3 separate regions of the Oryctolagus cuniculus genome follow, and regions 1 and 3 are each linked to region 2. A link is a contact called in public Micro-C data. All regions are on one chromosome and are shown on one strand. The core of a region is the stretch at or near the end of the contact, and the rest is flanking DNA. Distances in the headings are between cores, read along the strand shown. Region 1 holds the start of KCTD7 (potassium channel tetramerization domain containing 7). Region 2 holds the start of NIPSNAP2 (nipsnap homolog 2). Region 3 holds the start of RABGEF1 (RAB guanine nucleotide exchange factor 1).

Evidence for each region. A called contact is a pair of places that touch in the nucleus more often than the background predicts.
Region 1: a contact with region 2 is called in a Micro-C map of ear pinna, with 2.6 times the contacts expected there. The contact joins the promoter of KCTD7 here to the promoter of NIPSNAP2 in region 2. A contact is called at or near these places in 2 of 6 Hi-C or Micro-C datasets (ear pinna and an unstated tissue).
Region 3: a Micro-C map of ear pinna shows a contact between it and region 2, with 2.9 times the contacts expected there. The contact joins the promoter of RABGEF1 here to the promoter of NIPSNAP2 in region 2. A contact is called at or near these places in 2 of 6 Hi-C or Micro-C datasets (ear pinna and an unstated tissue).

Annotation. Positions count from the first base shown.
Region 1 is chr19:66,454,161-66,458,625 of mOryCun1.1, reverse strand. KCTD7 (potassium channel tetramerization domain containing 7) reads right to left here and starts at 2,065. Exons shown (of 4, transcript XM_002722279.5): 1 at 1,692-2,065. The coding sequence starts at 1,835.
Region 2 is chr19:65,782,149-65,786,848 of mOryCun1.1, reverse strand. It overlaps NIPSNAP2 (nipsnap homolog 2), which reads right to left and starts at 1,308. Exons shown (of 10, transcript XM_051836325.2): 1 at 1,140-1,308. The coding sequence starts at 1,231. LOC138847078 (a long non-coding RNA gene) reads right to left here and starts at 1,131. Exons shown (of 2, transcript XR_011384684.1): 1 at 1-1,131.
Region 3 is chr19:66,499,479-66,504,196 of mOryCun1.1, reverse strand. RABGEF1 (RAB guanine nucleotide exchange factor 1) reads right to left here and starts at 2,135. Exons shown (of 9, transcript XM_002722278.5): 1 at 1,988-2,135.

The sequences.
Region 1 (4,465 bases), core at 816-3,315, 670 kb before region 2:
GTCCAGCAGATGTCCGCTGAATGCGTCTACACAGCCACGCCTCATCCCGCATCCCTTACATCTGTTCTATGTAATCTGAAAGATTAGTGCCCAGTCCAGCTGAGCTTCTGCAATCAGTGGCACAAGTCTGGAAGCTCAAGGTCCCCTCTCAAATGCTCAGGCTATTGTCTTTGCTTTAATGGCCTTCTCTCCTGTGGCTTCCATCGAACCGCGCTGGAAAGCAACAAGGCCAATCCTCCCTGATTTTCCCACAAACCTCCTCCTCCAGATCAACTAAAATGTTACCCCTCTGCATTCTTTTCAATATTACAACATCTCTGTGGCTCCAGGGAAGGCCTATGTCTCTGTATCTGGACAGTCCCTTTTCCCCATTTGCAAATCCTTTGTGAGATAAAGTTGGATACAAATACACTGCACAAAATGCACCCAGGGCCTGGCTTTCCTTAAAGACCCCACAACTCGCTGAACGAACGAAGGCAATGGACAGGTGTTGAGTCCTGTGTATGGACTGTTACTTTGGGCAGCCCAGGGACAGGGACAATGCCTTCTGCTTACCCTACAGGTCCTCTACAACCTTGCTAGCTGCACACCATGCACTCAAAGATCGCTGAAGGATAAATAATATTTTGCATTTATGGAGCTCTTTAACCCTGTTTTCCAGAGACATCTCACACCAATCCAAGTGTTTACACCACAGGAGAGATGAGAAGATTCAAGCAGAGGCAGGAAAGAAGTAACTGAGAACAGTTTTGGAGCTCACTAGGAGCAAGAATGGGATCAGTGGGGGGGCTAGCACCAGAGCCATGGCCCACAGTCTCCAGGCCTTGTGCCTTTTCCCTCAAACTGCATTGTTGTCTCAGTGACAGTGCACAAAAAATAGCACCACTGTGTCTCCAAAGGCTCTCCCCCCCCCCAACACACACACCAGCTGCAGAGACTATGGTTAGAATTTTGCCCATTTTCACAAGTGTCCCATGATGCTGTGGGTACAGGGTTCCTGACATTAACAAAACACCACCTGCTGCCCCCAAAACCTCGCCCAGCCCAGCCCCTCCCACGCTACGCACCGGGCACTACCTTAGTCTCTATCTCCTAGTCTCCACCTGCAATGTCTACTTTCCCTTCTCCTCTTCCTTCTCTGGAGGGTGATTTTTTTCAGGCAGGATAGTGACGGGATCACACAGACCAAGATCAGGGGTGGCCACGGTGCATCAGAGGGCAGCGGCCAGGAGTGGAGGCCATGGGGTGTCCGGCGGTGTGGACACAGCTATACATTGACCTACTCCTTGAGGGCAGATAGCACCTCGCCCCACTCCCTGGGCAGCCAGAGAGCTGCTCTGGGCAATGACCAAGGCCTCTTCCTGGACTCTCCAGAGGACACCATCACTTTTGAGGTTCCGGGTCTCCCTCCCTCTTCCAGTTGGTAGCGGTGCGACATAGGGATGCGGGATGTGACCATTTAGTGTGGCAGGCAGTGCACACTGGAGGGAGGGGCTTGGGAGACCAAGTGCTCCCTTAGGCAGGGAAGACACACCTGGTGCATTTTCTGGGGGTAGGCGGGGCAGCACAGCTTGCGCCCCGAGCTCCAGTCCTGCTATGCTCACCCCCCTCCCAAGGGCAGCTCTGCCCTCTGCACCTGCTCGTCGCACGAGACCCCCTGTCAACCTCCCATGCTCCCTCTCTCCAGGTACCTCCTGGGGCAGCAGGGGCAGCGCGTGGCCCGCCTGCGTGGCCGTCGGGGTTGCCGGCTCCAGAAAGTCGTCCTCAGCGTCGGAGCTGGACATGGCACCGTCCGGGCGACGGCTGTCTGACTCCTGCCCCGTGACTACCACCATCCCTCTGGCTCTGGGCAGTGGGCGCGGCTTTGGGTGGGCGGGCAGGCAGGCGGGCGGCGGTCCCAGACACTAGCGCCGCTCAGCGCCTGGCATGACGCGGCCGGCTGCGAGCGGGCCGGAGTGGCCAGGAGCCAGCGAGCGGGCCCGGGGTAGGGGGCGACAGTTCCCTTCAGCGTCCGCAGCTCACGGACCACCGCGCAGACTGCAGGGCCGCTGGCCTGACAGGGCCCGCCCCCTGTTATTGGTCGAGAATCCGCAGGCTCCGCCATGATTGGCAGGCAGCTCGCCCAATTGCAAGGCGAGCAACGCGTACGGCCGCCGCCTGATAGGCCAGCGGGCGCGTTGTGGACTGGCGGGGGTGCACGACGGCCACCTCCTCATAGCGGCGCTGCCGGGTTGGCTCTGAGGACACCGCTCCCGAAAAGGGCTGGGGACTGACTGTTGTCTCTCTCCTAGGTGGAAGGCCTGGGCAGCCGTTCCGGGAGGATGTGGCGGGAGGAGGTGCGTCACTGAGGATGCAGGAGAGGGAGACACCCCAGCCACAGTGGCTAGGCCTCCGCAAGCCGCAAGGGCACAGTCTGAGTTTCCATTTCTTTTCCCCCATTGACTCATGCAGGAATCCGGGGAGAAAAAAAAAAAAGCTTAAAATGGGGGCCGTTGAGTTCAGTTAATAATGACAGCGAGTGCCCACTGTGAGAGTCCCAGGACACGCGGATGGCGACGGGCCCTTGCCGCCAAGCCAGCACGTCTGCGTTGCGCGGGTGCTGTGTGCCCTACAGGAGGAAGAAGCTGCCTGGGGCTGGGTCTGCCTCCTGGGGGTCAAGGATTTCCACGCCCAGTTCTTCTGCTCCTGAGGCCTGAGGGATTAAACAGCTTCAGGGAGGTCAGCCATGAGCTAGTGGCAGTCCTACTGTCTGGCCCGCCCCTCTCCCAGCCATGAGTCTCTGGGGTCGCTGTTTTCTCCAACTTTAGTTGCAGAGGATGATCTTGTGGAAACATAGATTCCTGGTTTCACCTCCAGAGAATCTGATCCATTTAGGGTGAAGCCCTCGAATTTGAATTCCCAATAAACTCAGAGGTTAATCTGCTACTTCAGGTCCAGAGAAGCACACTATGAGCAGCACTGCCCTAAAGAAGGCCCTTGGAACGGGTAGGAGCCTTTCTCCAAAATACCTATCACGGGCCGGCGCTGTGGCGCAGTGGGTTAACACCCTGGCCTGAAGCGCATCTCTGTGGGTGCTGGTTCTAGTCCCGGCTGCTCCCCTTGCGATCCAGCTCTATGCTATGGCCTGGGAAAGCAGCAGAAGATGGCCCAAGTCCTTGGGCCCCTGCACCCTCATGGGAGACCTGGAAGAAGCTCCTGGCTCCTGGCTTCGGATCAGCCCACCCTCCTTGTGGCCTTCTGGGGAGTGAACCATCGGATGGAAGACCTCTCTCTCTGTCTCTACCTCTCTCTGTAACTCTGTCTTTCAAATAAATAAAAACAAATCTTTAAAAAAATAGCTATCACAGGGATAGGTGTGTGCCTTACCTGTGAAGACAGCACTTGGGACCCCCACATCCCATTTTGGAGTGCCTAGGTTCAGGTCCCAGCTCTGCTTTTGATTGAGCTCCCTGCTAATGAACAGCTTGGGAGGTGGAAGATGGCTCAAAGTATTTAGGTTCCTGCCATGTACATGGGATACCATGCACCTGGATGGTATTCTGGGCTCCTGGCTTTGGCCCAGCCCAGACCTGGCTGTTGAGGCCATTTAGGGAGTGGACCAGGGAGACGGAAGATATCTCTGGTTCTCCCTCTGTCTTCCAAATGAATAAATAAAATTTTTAAGACACATCTATCGGGCCGGCGCCGCGGCTCACTAGGCTAATCCTCTGCCTTGTGGCGCCGGCACACCGGGTTCTAGTCCCGGTCAGGGCGCCGGATTCTGTCCCGGTTGCCCCTCTTCCAGGCCAGCTCTCTGCTGTGGCCAGGGAGTGCAGTGGAGGATGGCCCAAGTGCTTGGGCCCTGCACCCCATGGGAGACCAGGATCAGTACCTGGCTCCTGCCATCGGATCAGCGCGGTGCGCCGGCTGCAGCGCACTGGTCGCGGCGGCCATTGGAGGGTGAACCAACGGCAAAGGAAGACCTTTCTCTCTGTCTCTCTCTCTCACTGTCCTCACTGTCCACTCTGCCTGTCAAAAAAAAAAAAAAAAAAAGACACATCTATCACAAAATGTCCTGTTTTCACCCTTATGACAATTAGGATGATTCAGCTGTAACTGACGCCACAACAAAAAGTGGTTTAAATAATAAGAGATTTAAAAAAAAAGTTTATTTATTTATTTGAAAGGCAGAGTTACAGAGAGGCAGAGGCAGAGAGATCTTCCATCCGCTGGTATACTCCCCAGATGGCTGCAATGGCTGGAGCTGTACTGGTCAGAGGCCAGGATCCAGGAGCTTCTTCCAGGTCTCCCATGTGGGTGCAGGGGCCCAAGGACTGGACCATCCTCCACTGCCTTCCCCAGGCCGTATCAGAGAGCTGGATCAGAAGTAGAGCAACTGGGACTCGAACCAGCACCCATTTGGGATGCCAGCACTGCAAGTGGTGGCTTTACCTGCTATGCCATGGCACCGGCCGCAAGAGTAGGG
Region 2 (4,700 bases), core at 59-2,558:
TAAAGATAGTGCTAGAGCCTGTGTTGTGGCGTAGTGGATAAAGCCACTGCGTGCCCCGCCAGCATCCCACTTGGGTGCCAGTCTGTGTCCCGAAGCTGCTCCACTTCCCATCCAGCTCTCTGCCAATGGCCTGGGACAAGTGGTGGAAAGTGGCCCAAATACCCGGGCCCCTGCCACTCACATGCGAGACCCAAATGAAGCTCCTGGCCTTGGCCTGGTCCAGGCCTGATTGGAGGAGCCATCTCAGGAGTGAACCAGTGGATGGAAGATCTTTCTCTCTCTTTTAAAATAAGTAAGTAAATTTTGAAAGAGATAATGTTAAATTCTCTAAGAACTCTCCAGAAGTCCCTTCATAACCTGGACAACCTGGATAAATTGGACATCCCTGCAGGCACGGGCGCTGGGCCCCAAGATGGCTAGACCAGGGTTCAAAAACACCTTTCCCCATTGGTACGCTTCACCTTCTCAGAGGTCCCATCTCTTAACTTCCAAACTAACCCTGTTAAGGAAAAAAAAAAAGCAAAATCTACAGGTGCGTTAGGATGGGCTCTGGTTACTTAAGGTGGAAATGTCAGTGACAGATTCAGATGACCAAACAGTTAATCCAATGAGGTTAGGGAGGAAAAAACGAAAGGCCTCAACACTTCGCGCTGGTCACTGTAATACTTTCTCACCCAGTCCCCCCACCACGTCACCGAGGGCTCCCGGGGGACCAGGGAGCGGCCGGCGTCAGCACGCCCTTCGCAGACACCCGGGCTCTGGGCGGGAAGCCGGGCACGGCGCGTCCAGGCCCCGCGGCCTCGGGCGCGTGCTCTGCCTCCGGCCCCCGGTCAAAGTCCCACAGGCCGGGCCGGCGTGGCGCGCAGCGGGCGCCTTCCCCGCGGCGAGGGCGGAGCCGCGCGCCCCGGCCCGTCCCCGCCGTGACCTTGAGCCCGGTGGGCAGGGTAAAGGCGCCCCGACCCCGCCGAGGCTCCAGTGTGTCCGGGCCCCGCCTCCCGCGACCTCTGCTCCCACTGCCCCTCTGCCCCCGGGCAGCCCTGCGCGGCCGGACCGGGGCGGACACCGCGCCGAGGACCCCGTGCCCTCTGCCCCGTGGCGGCCCCTCCCCGGCCGCTCCCGGAAAGGGCGGCGCAGCTCACCGGAGCCTGGGTAGGAGGCTACGCGGGGCCGCCTGCTGCAGGAGGCCTGTGGCCGAGGCCGCTCCGCGGGCGCGCAGCACTCGAGCCGCCATCTTGCTCCGGCGCCTCGGCTCCCACCGCCCGGGCGCCGCCGCTGACGCCGCCGCCGCCACCGCCGCCGGGACCCCTCCCCCGGCCGGGCCCGACCGGGCCGGGGCGGGGCGGGGCGCGCGGCCACTGCAGCGCGGGGCGCGGCCGCCAGGGGGAGCTGGGTGCGGCCGCGGCGGCTGAGTCCCCGGCGCTCGGAGCGCGAAGCAGGAGAAAAGTTGCGAGACAAGGCCCTCGGCGTCCAGGACTGGGCATGGCTTGCAAACGAGTGGAAAGAGCACGGAAAAACAGCACCGCTGTTGCGAAGGGGATCCAAGAAGTGGCGGAGGGGCGTGTCCTCGAAGCTCGTTTTTTTTTTTTTTTTTTTTTTTTATTAACCACCTTGCTACTAAAGGTTATATTGTAACAGAAGCATTCTGGGTGGACATGCACCCAAATTCTGCCGTGGCCCCGGGACAGTTCGTTTCAGCACCCAGAGGGCGCCGACCTCAACCTGTCACGGTCGGGGGCGGGGAGAACAGGCAGCACCCGGGGGGACAGGTCACCAGTGCAGGTTGGGCGAAGTGGACGCTGTTTCCCAAGAACTGGCCTGCCAGCTGGGTCCCAAAGGCTGGACCGGTGGGACGGAGGGCAGGGCGATCCTTGGGGGAAGGAACCACTGAAGCCCTGAGGCGCTGTAGAGGGAACCATTTTCAAAGCGAAAGCCGTGAGACAAGGTGGGGACAGCCTAGCAAGGCCTACAGAGGAGACTTGGGAGGAGCGCGGGTCCCCGCCGCCAAGGGGGGTATATGGAGGCGGCCACGCCACTGAGGGGTTGCAGGGGCGAGGGAAAGGGTCTCAGGGCTGGGCTGCTGGGAGGTCTCTGCATGGGGGAACGGAGATGGCAGCAAAAGGCTCCCGAGCTCGCGGCTTCTGTGAGGCTGGTCATCTCAGAGGCCCAGCTCTAGAGTCTTTTGACTGGGACAAGGCACCACCGGGGAGCACACGGATGGATGCTACAGAGGAAGCTACAGCAAGGACTTGCCCCAGCCTGGGGAGAAGCACCTGTCCCTAGGATGCCAGTGAGAAAGTGAGACAGAGGCTGTGGACCTAGGTTTAGTGAGGCTGTTGAGACCCAAGAGGCGGGCAGAAGAAGTGAGCGCAGCCTGGGATGGAAAGGACTTGTCCCAGGCCTGCGAATCACGGCTCAAGTGTGGACGAGTGCTTGGAGAGTATCTCACACGTTGCCCTAACTTCCCAAGCTCTGTCTCATGAGCTTGTCTCGAATGCTTTCAAGTCCATTCCCCTGAAAGGTAACTTTGGTGGCTAGACATTTCTTTGCTGGTCTTGCTTTTGTGTTACCATCAGGCCATTTATTCTGAATTTTCCTTCTCCACTGTCGTTTGGCTCTGGAGTTCCACGAATCCATTGCTTTCTGTTGGCAGTTGGGATGGGGGAGGAGTATTCATTCCACAGGTGTGTGGCTTAGGCTTAGGGTACTACTCAAAGCCACCGAGTAAACACAGGGCTTCCTGGTGCACTGTTTTTACATTGAGATTTTCAGGAAAAGAATAAATAAAAATGATACATTACAGCATGCATGTGAGGTTTTGAAATATTGTAGATGGCCTGGACTCTGTCCCAGAGCTGTGGTGCAAGTGTCCTGTCATCGGCTGGGGGCACACTTGGGAAAGCCACCCTGGCGCTCTCCTGGATCCTTCCAGGCTAATGGGTACCACACAGCCCCACCTGCAGCGGACCTAGACCCTCTCGGCTCACCTACCCTGGAACCCCGTCACTCCAATCGCTCACCTTCCCTGCACACTCAGTCTACATGCTAGTATCAGTACCAGCACCTCTCATCTTTCCCCCATTCCAGTCCCTTCTCTACAGTGATGCTAGTTAACTGTTATAAATGCAGACCTGATCCTATCAGTCTTTTAAAAAACTCCCTTCCTTCTGCGGGGAACGCCTGCCTTTGCTGCACTCCCCATCTTCCTGCCTGGAGACTCAGGATTCGGTTCTGCCATTGTGTCATCCTTCCTGGTAAATGACCCTAATTTCTCTCTAGGCACCTGTGCATACCATTCCCCTCCCCCAGACTGTGAGCTGGGAGAAGGTGGGCAATGCCCTTGGTCACTGTTGCAACCCTGAGCTTATACAACACACATAATAGTTAGATTGACATGTGCTCCAAGTCTCTTTCCAGGAGCCAGAAAACTGATAATACACCATTCAATGTCCCCTCAGGTCAAAATCTAAGCTGAGGCAGGCGCTGTGGCATAGTAGGTTAAGTTTCCACCTGCAGCGTAGGCATCCAATATGGGTGCCAGTTTGAGTCCCAGCTACTCCACTTCCAATCCAGCTCTCTGCTATGGCCTGGGAAAGCAATAGAAGATGCCCCAAGCACTTGGGCCCTTGCACCAGAGTAGGGGACCCAGAGGAGACTTCTAGGTCTTGGCTTCAGATTGGCCTAACTCTGGCCATTGCAGCCATTTGGGGAGTGGACCAGCAGATGGAAAACCTTTCTCTCCTCGGGTGATCACTGATGTCATAAATAAAGAGTGTCAGTTGTTAAATCAACAACAGGAGTCACTGTGCACTTGTCCCCCATGTAGGATCTCTGTCCTTTATGTAGTGTACTTTGAGAATTAATGGTAAAACTTAGCTTCAAACTGTACTTTTATTTATACTTTGTGTGTCTGTGTGGGTGTAAATAGTTGAAATCTCCACTTGGCCGGCGCCGCGGCTCACTAGGCTAATCCTCCACCTTGCGGCGCCGGCACACCGGGTTCTAGTCCCGGTTGGGGCGCCGGATTCTGTCCCGGTTGCCCCTCTTCCAGGCCAGCTCTCTGCTATGGCCAGGGAGTGCAGTGGAGGATGGCCCAGGTGCTTGGGCCCTGCACCCCATGGGAGACCAGGAAAAGCACCTGGCTCCTGGCTCCTGCCATCGGATCAGCGCGGTGCGCCGGCTGCAGCGGCGGCCATTGGAGGGTGAACCAACGGCAAAGGAAGACCTTTCTCTCTCTGTCTCTCTCTCTCACTGTCCACTCTGCCTGTCAGAAAAATAAAAAAAAATAAAAAATAAAAAAAAAAAAATCTCCACTTAGTATTGAGTTGGGGAGGTGGGATGGGAGTGGGGGTGGGAGGGCAGGAATGGGGGGAAGAAACACTATATCCCTAAAAGCTGTACATATGGAATTTGTATTCATTAAATAAAAACCTTAAAAAAAAAAAAGAAAACCTTTGTCTTTCCCTCTTTCTCTGTAACTCTACTTCCCAGATTAAATCTTTTAAAAAATAATTCTAAGCTATCAGAGTTTTTAAATAAAGAGCAACTAAGAAATTCCAACTCAAATGTGCTTGTGGAAAGTGCTATAAGCTCATTCATGTGTCATATTTTAAGAACTCATGCCTACTTAGTCTAGCCTATGAGTGACACAAATTTTTACAATTCTATTTCTACATGTCAACATTCTTATTAGTAAAGCTGTC
Region 3 (4,718 bases), core at 886-3,385, 720 kb before region 2:
AAAGAAAACGTTGGGCCTTAACTGTGAAACTATGTTTTTAGTGTGCATGGTATAACTGGCGATGGTCAGTTGGCACCATGTCTAGTCTGAGTTCCAGGTGTTAGGTTACATAGGTATCTCCTATATTTTAGGGGCAGATCAACTCTACTAAAAGGATTTACTTCACAGCCAATAGAAACACACGTGCCAGAAATTAAACTCATGCAATCAAGTGTGAAATCCTGACTCCAGCCAAAAACTGACACCAGTAAAAGAAACAAGATCTTAGTTCCATATGTAGACATTACAATGGGAGAGTACTGACCAAAATGTTTTCTCAATAAACACCAGAATTCAATGAATTATCCTCATCAAGCCAACTACTTGTGAATGCCCAATTTAGATGGCAAACGCAAAGAGACAAAGGCAGAATTCTTGTTTACAGACATCTACAACTTAGCTGATCAAAAACCCTTCCTTACACAAAGAAACCAACAGTAAATGAACACATAATTCAATTCGAACATTTAATGAGCAGAAAAGATTGAAATACAAGACATAACCAAGCACCATATCCGACTCATCAGCCACAGGGCAGACCAGTGTGGAAGAGTTAGGTAAAATTCCATTTTAACCACATAACAATCCCACAAGCACCTCCTTGTAGTTAGTGGCCGCTTCTTTAGTTCCTCCCTCCCCCATATTCTCACCTACTTCCAAAATTCCCATCCCACCTAGTTAGTCTGAATGTTACTCAAGCTCTAGGACACTTCAGAAAAGTATTCCCTTCCTCCGCCCTCCACACCCAACTGCGTGGCCATGGCCGCAGCTGCTCAGCACTTAGCACACACCCTTGCCACGCTGTATTAAAATTATCTTCACCATGCATCCCTCTCCTACATTGGCTAACTTCTGGAGAGAAATGGACCTGCTTGGATGGGAAGTAAAAATTCAAACCCAGAACACGTGTTAATCCTCCGCCTAAGAACCAGCAGCTCTTAAGTCTGACTTATCATTAATTGGATTAACAACATAATCAAATCTTCTGGCACCTCCCGCAAGCTTTCTTGGTACAACCATTTTAAGTTTTTGTGGTGTGTGTGTGTGTGTTAAACAATTTTAGTTTTACAAAGGGAAAAGCGCAACTATTCTTATAAGCTCTCCCAAAAAATCTTTTCAGCCAAAAACCAGGTGATGCTGCAAACTCGTCCTGGCAAAATTTCCCATGGCATCTCCAAGGTGAGCCGAGCCCACCGCGCCCCTCGGCCACATTTCCAACCGCAGGAACTGGTCAGCCGCGCTGAGACACCGCCAGCTGCCGATGACCCGGTCTCCCGACGGCTCAGTCCTTCCCTGTCTCCCCGCCGAACTTCCGCGATGGGCAGCGAGCTCTCCACCCAGACGGTCCGAAAGCAGGGACTTCCGACCCGGCCCCACCACTCCGCCCTCGCGCGCGGGATGAAGTCAGGACCACAGACTTGAAATCCCGGGGCCGCGACAAGACAGCACCCCGCCCAGCACCCGGGCGGTTCTGTCCCGGCGCCCCCGTCTTGGCCGGGCTTAGCTCTGGGTCCGAGCCTCCGGACCCAGACGCGTTCTGCAGGAGTCCGGGCACCACCCGACCGGCCACCACCACAGGTGTCCCTTCGGACTCCGCGGGATGAGGAGCGAGCCACCCCCGGGAGGGTGCACTGGTGGCAGGAGGCAGTCGGTCCGTCCGAGTTCGGCCGGGCCGTGCAGAACTTGGCAACCACTGCCTGAAACAGGGGAGGGCGAGCACTAAGAAGATGAAGAGACCGCGACGGCCTAGCGCCCAGCAGGGCCGCGCTGCCCGGGGCCCGGGTGTGGGACGAAGCGCGGCCGGAGACACCGACGCGAACCGGCTCCCGCCGGCCGGACGGCACGGACGAATGACCCAGCAGCCCTCGTCCCGCGCGGGACGACGTCTCTGCCCACTCCCGGAGCTCCGAACGGCGCCACCCTCGTACCCCGTCCCTCTGATCCCCACCTCGTCGGCGGCTCCACCGGCGTCGGGACCGCCGCTCTCCCCGCGTAGCTCAAGTGGGTCCTGACTCGGCCAGTCCACTCCCCGCCCTCACACCCGCCCTCCCTCTCACGCCCCGCCCCGGCGCCGGGAGCGCACGCACGTCACGCACGTCCGCGGCGTCACTTCCGGGGCTTTGGGCCCTGGAGGGGAGGAGACTAGTTAGTGCCCTGGGGCGGTGGTGGGCGAACGGGTTCCTAGAGGCTGTGTGGAGAAGCTGCGCCGAAGACGCTGGGGGGCCGGGCTGCCTCCAGGTTAACGCTGGGGCTCTGACCCGGAGCGTTCGGACGCCGTGGAGAAGCCTGTATTTCCCTGCTTGCTTCCGGGTTCCGGCTTGTAAATGCTTGAGGACAGCACTGCCCCTTGGGTGTCGCCCAAGGGAGCGGCACGGAGTGGGAGAACTGCCCGAAAGCTAGAAGTGTTCGAGTTAAAGGATTTGAGAGAAATGGGTCCAAACGCCGATTTTACATTGGAGCAAAGTAAACCCAGAAGTTGAATAACTCCGCCAGTGCCACGCAGTATTATCAGTGGTCGAATCCCACGTGGAATCCCATTTCAAGAATGTTGGAGACAGAAGCCAAACACACTGACTGCTTGTGTATCCTGGATGCCACCTGTGCCACCGAATGCAGCCCCAGGGAAGGAATGAAAAGAAAATCTATGTCCTGTGTGGGATGCAGACTTGGACTGGAAGCTCAGCGTTGCAAATTGTCGCCTTCTGTGATCTTGGATAGGTCGCCTGATTACTCAGTTTTCGTTTATTTTCAGAGCACAGATGAATCGACTTCTTCCTCAAGTGTTTCCTCAGCGCATGACGCTTGTTAGGCTGAGGATACAAGAACGGAAGACAAAAATACCTGTGCCAAGTAGTTGCGGTGCTTAAAGGGAGAGGTGGAGGAGCCAATAAACAAATTTATGGTAGGACATTGGACAGTGGTAATTGCTGTGGGGGGAAAGAATACAGAAAGAGCGGTAGGAAGTGCAGCCTAGGGCAGTCTTGGTGCAGTGGTTGAGGCACCCATTGGGAAGCCTGCTTCGTAGATCAGAGTGCTTGGGGTCCCGCTTCTTAGGAATGCACACCCTGGGCTGGTGATAACATCTGAAAGTGCTGGAGTCTCAGCCACCAATGTGGAAGACACAGAGTTTGTTCTGGGCTCCTGGCTTGGATATGGCCCAGCCTAGCTGTTGCAGTGTTTTGGGAAGTGAATCAGCAGATGAAAGATCTCTGTCTTTCAAATAAATTTTTAAAAATAAATAAGGGAAGCTGTGGTGCAGCCGTTGGTGCAGCCGTTAATATGTCACTTGGGATGCCCCTCATCCTGTATTAAAGTACCTGGGTTTCAGTGCAGGCTCCACTTCAGATCGCAGCTTCCTGATAACGGTGGTGGTGGCTCAAGTCTTGGGTCCCTGCTTCCCACGTGGTAGACCCTGATTGAGTTCCAGGCTCTTGGCTTCAGCCTGGCCTAGCCTTGGCTATTGTAAGCATTTGGGAAGCCAACAGATGGAAGATTACTCACTATTTCTGTCTCTCTACGTTTCAAATAAAAAATTAACTTTTAAATAAAAATAAATTTTAAAATGTTTTCTTAAAAAAAAAAAGAAGTGCAGCCAATAAGTTTGCAGTTTTACCAGTGGACCAGAAAGGCCTCACGGACATGATTCAAGCAAAAAGGGAGAGAACCAGCTGTGCTGTTGTGTACATGTCTGGGCAGGAGTGTTCTAAGCACAGGTAACAGCACCGGCAAAGCCCCTCTTTGACCCCTCCAACCTTTGTAGCTATGATAGTGAATTGAGAAGTAGAAGAGATCATAGATAGTTAGCAAAGTAAGTAAGGGACCAAGGCTAAGTCAATATAGGAGGGAACTGCCAACAGTATGGATACTGGAAGGTCTGACTCATTGAGGCCATTAAAGGAAAATCTATAGTGCATGCTATTCATTAGTCCATTGCTAATTTTGATGTTGATTAGAGGAGAAACTTGTTATCGTGCTAAGTAATTTTTTTTCATCCATCCAGAAGTGGAAACTTGTAGCTAGGTTATTATCTTTACCTGCAATTCAGTTAAGAGGCTGGTTACCTCACAACCAAAATGGTTGTTAATTTCAGGGTGGTTATGAATTTCCTTTGACCGGTGGTGTCAGAGGATATTGCAATGTCTTAGTCTCCATATTTTCTTGTCTCCTTCTGCCTATGTCCCTATCATACTATCTCTGCATCTACTGGATTCTCTCTTCTCCTGTCCCAGTATTTTTGTTTTGTCCAAACATGAGTGGAGGGATGAGGAAGAATTGCCTTGGAAAAGTAATTATTTCAGAGGTAGATGGAGAACCCATGAATGACATCTTTCTCCTTGTGGTACTAGGTATTAGGAAAAGATAGTTCTTGAATTATACATTTTACAAACTTGGCTTAGTTTCATATGGATTTTCCCATGTAGATTTTAGTCTATTTTATAAGAAAAATTTATTTAGGGGCCAGCATCGTGGAGTAGAGGGTAAAGGCATCACCTGCAATGCCAGTATCTCTTATGTGTGCTGGTTCCAGTCCTGGCTGCTCTACTTCCAGCTCCCTGCTAAAGTTCCTGGGAAAGGAGCTGAAGATGGCTCAAGTCCTTGGGCCCCTGCACCTGGGTGGGAGTCCTGGCTTTGGTCTGGCCCAGTCCCAGCTGTTGCACCATTTGGGGAATGAACCAACA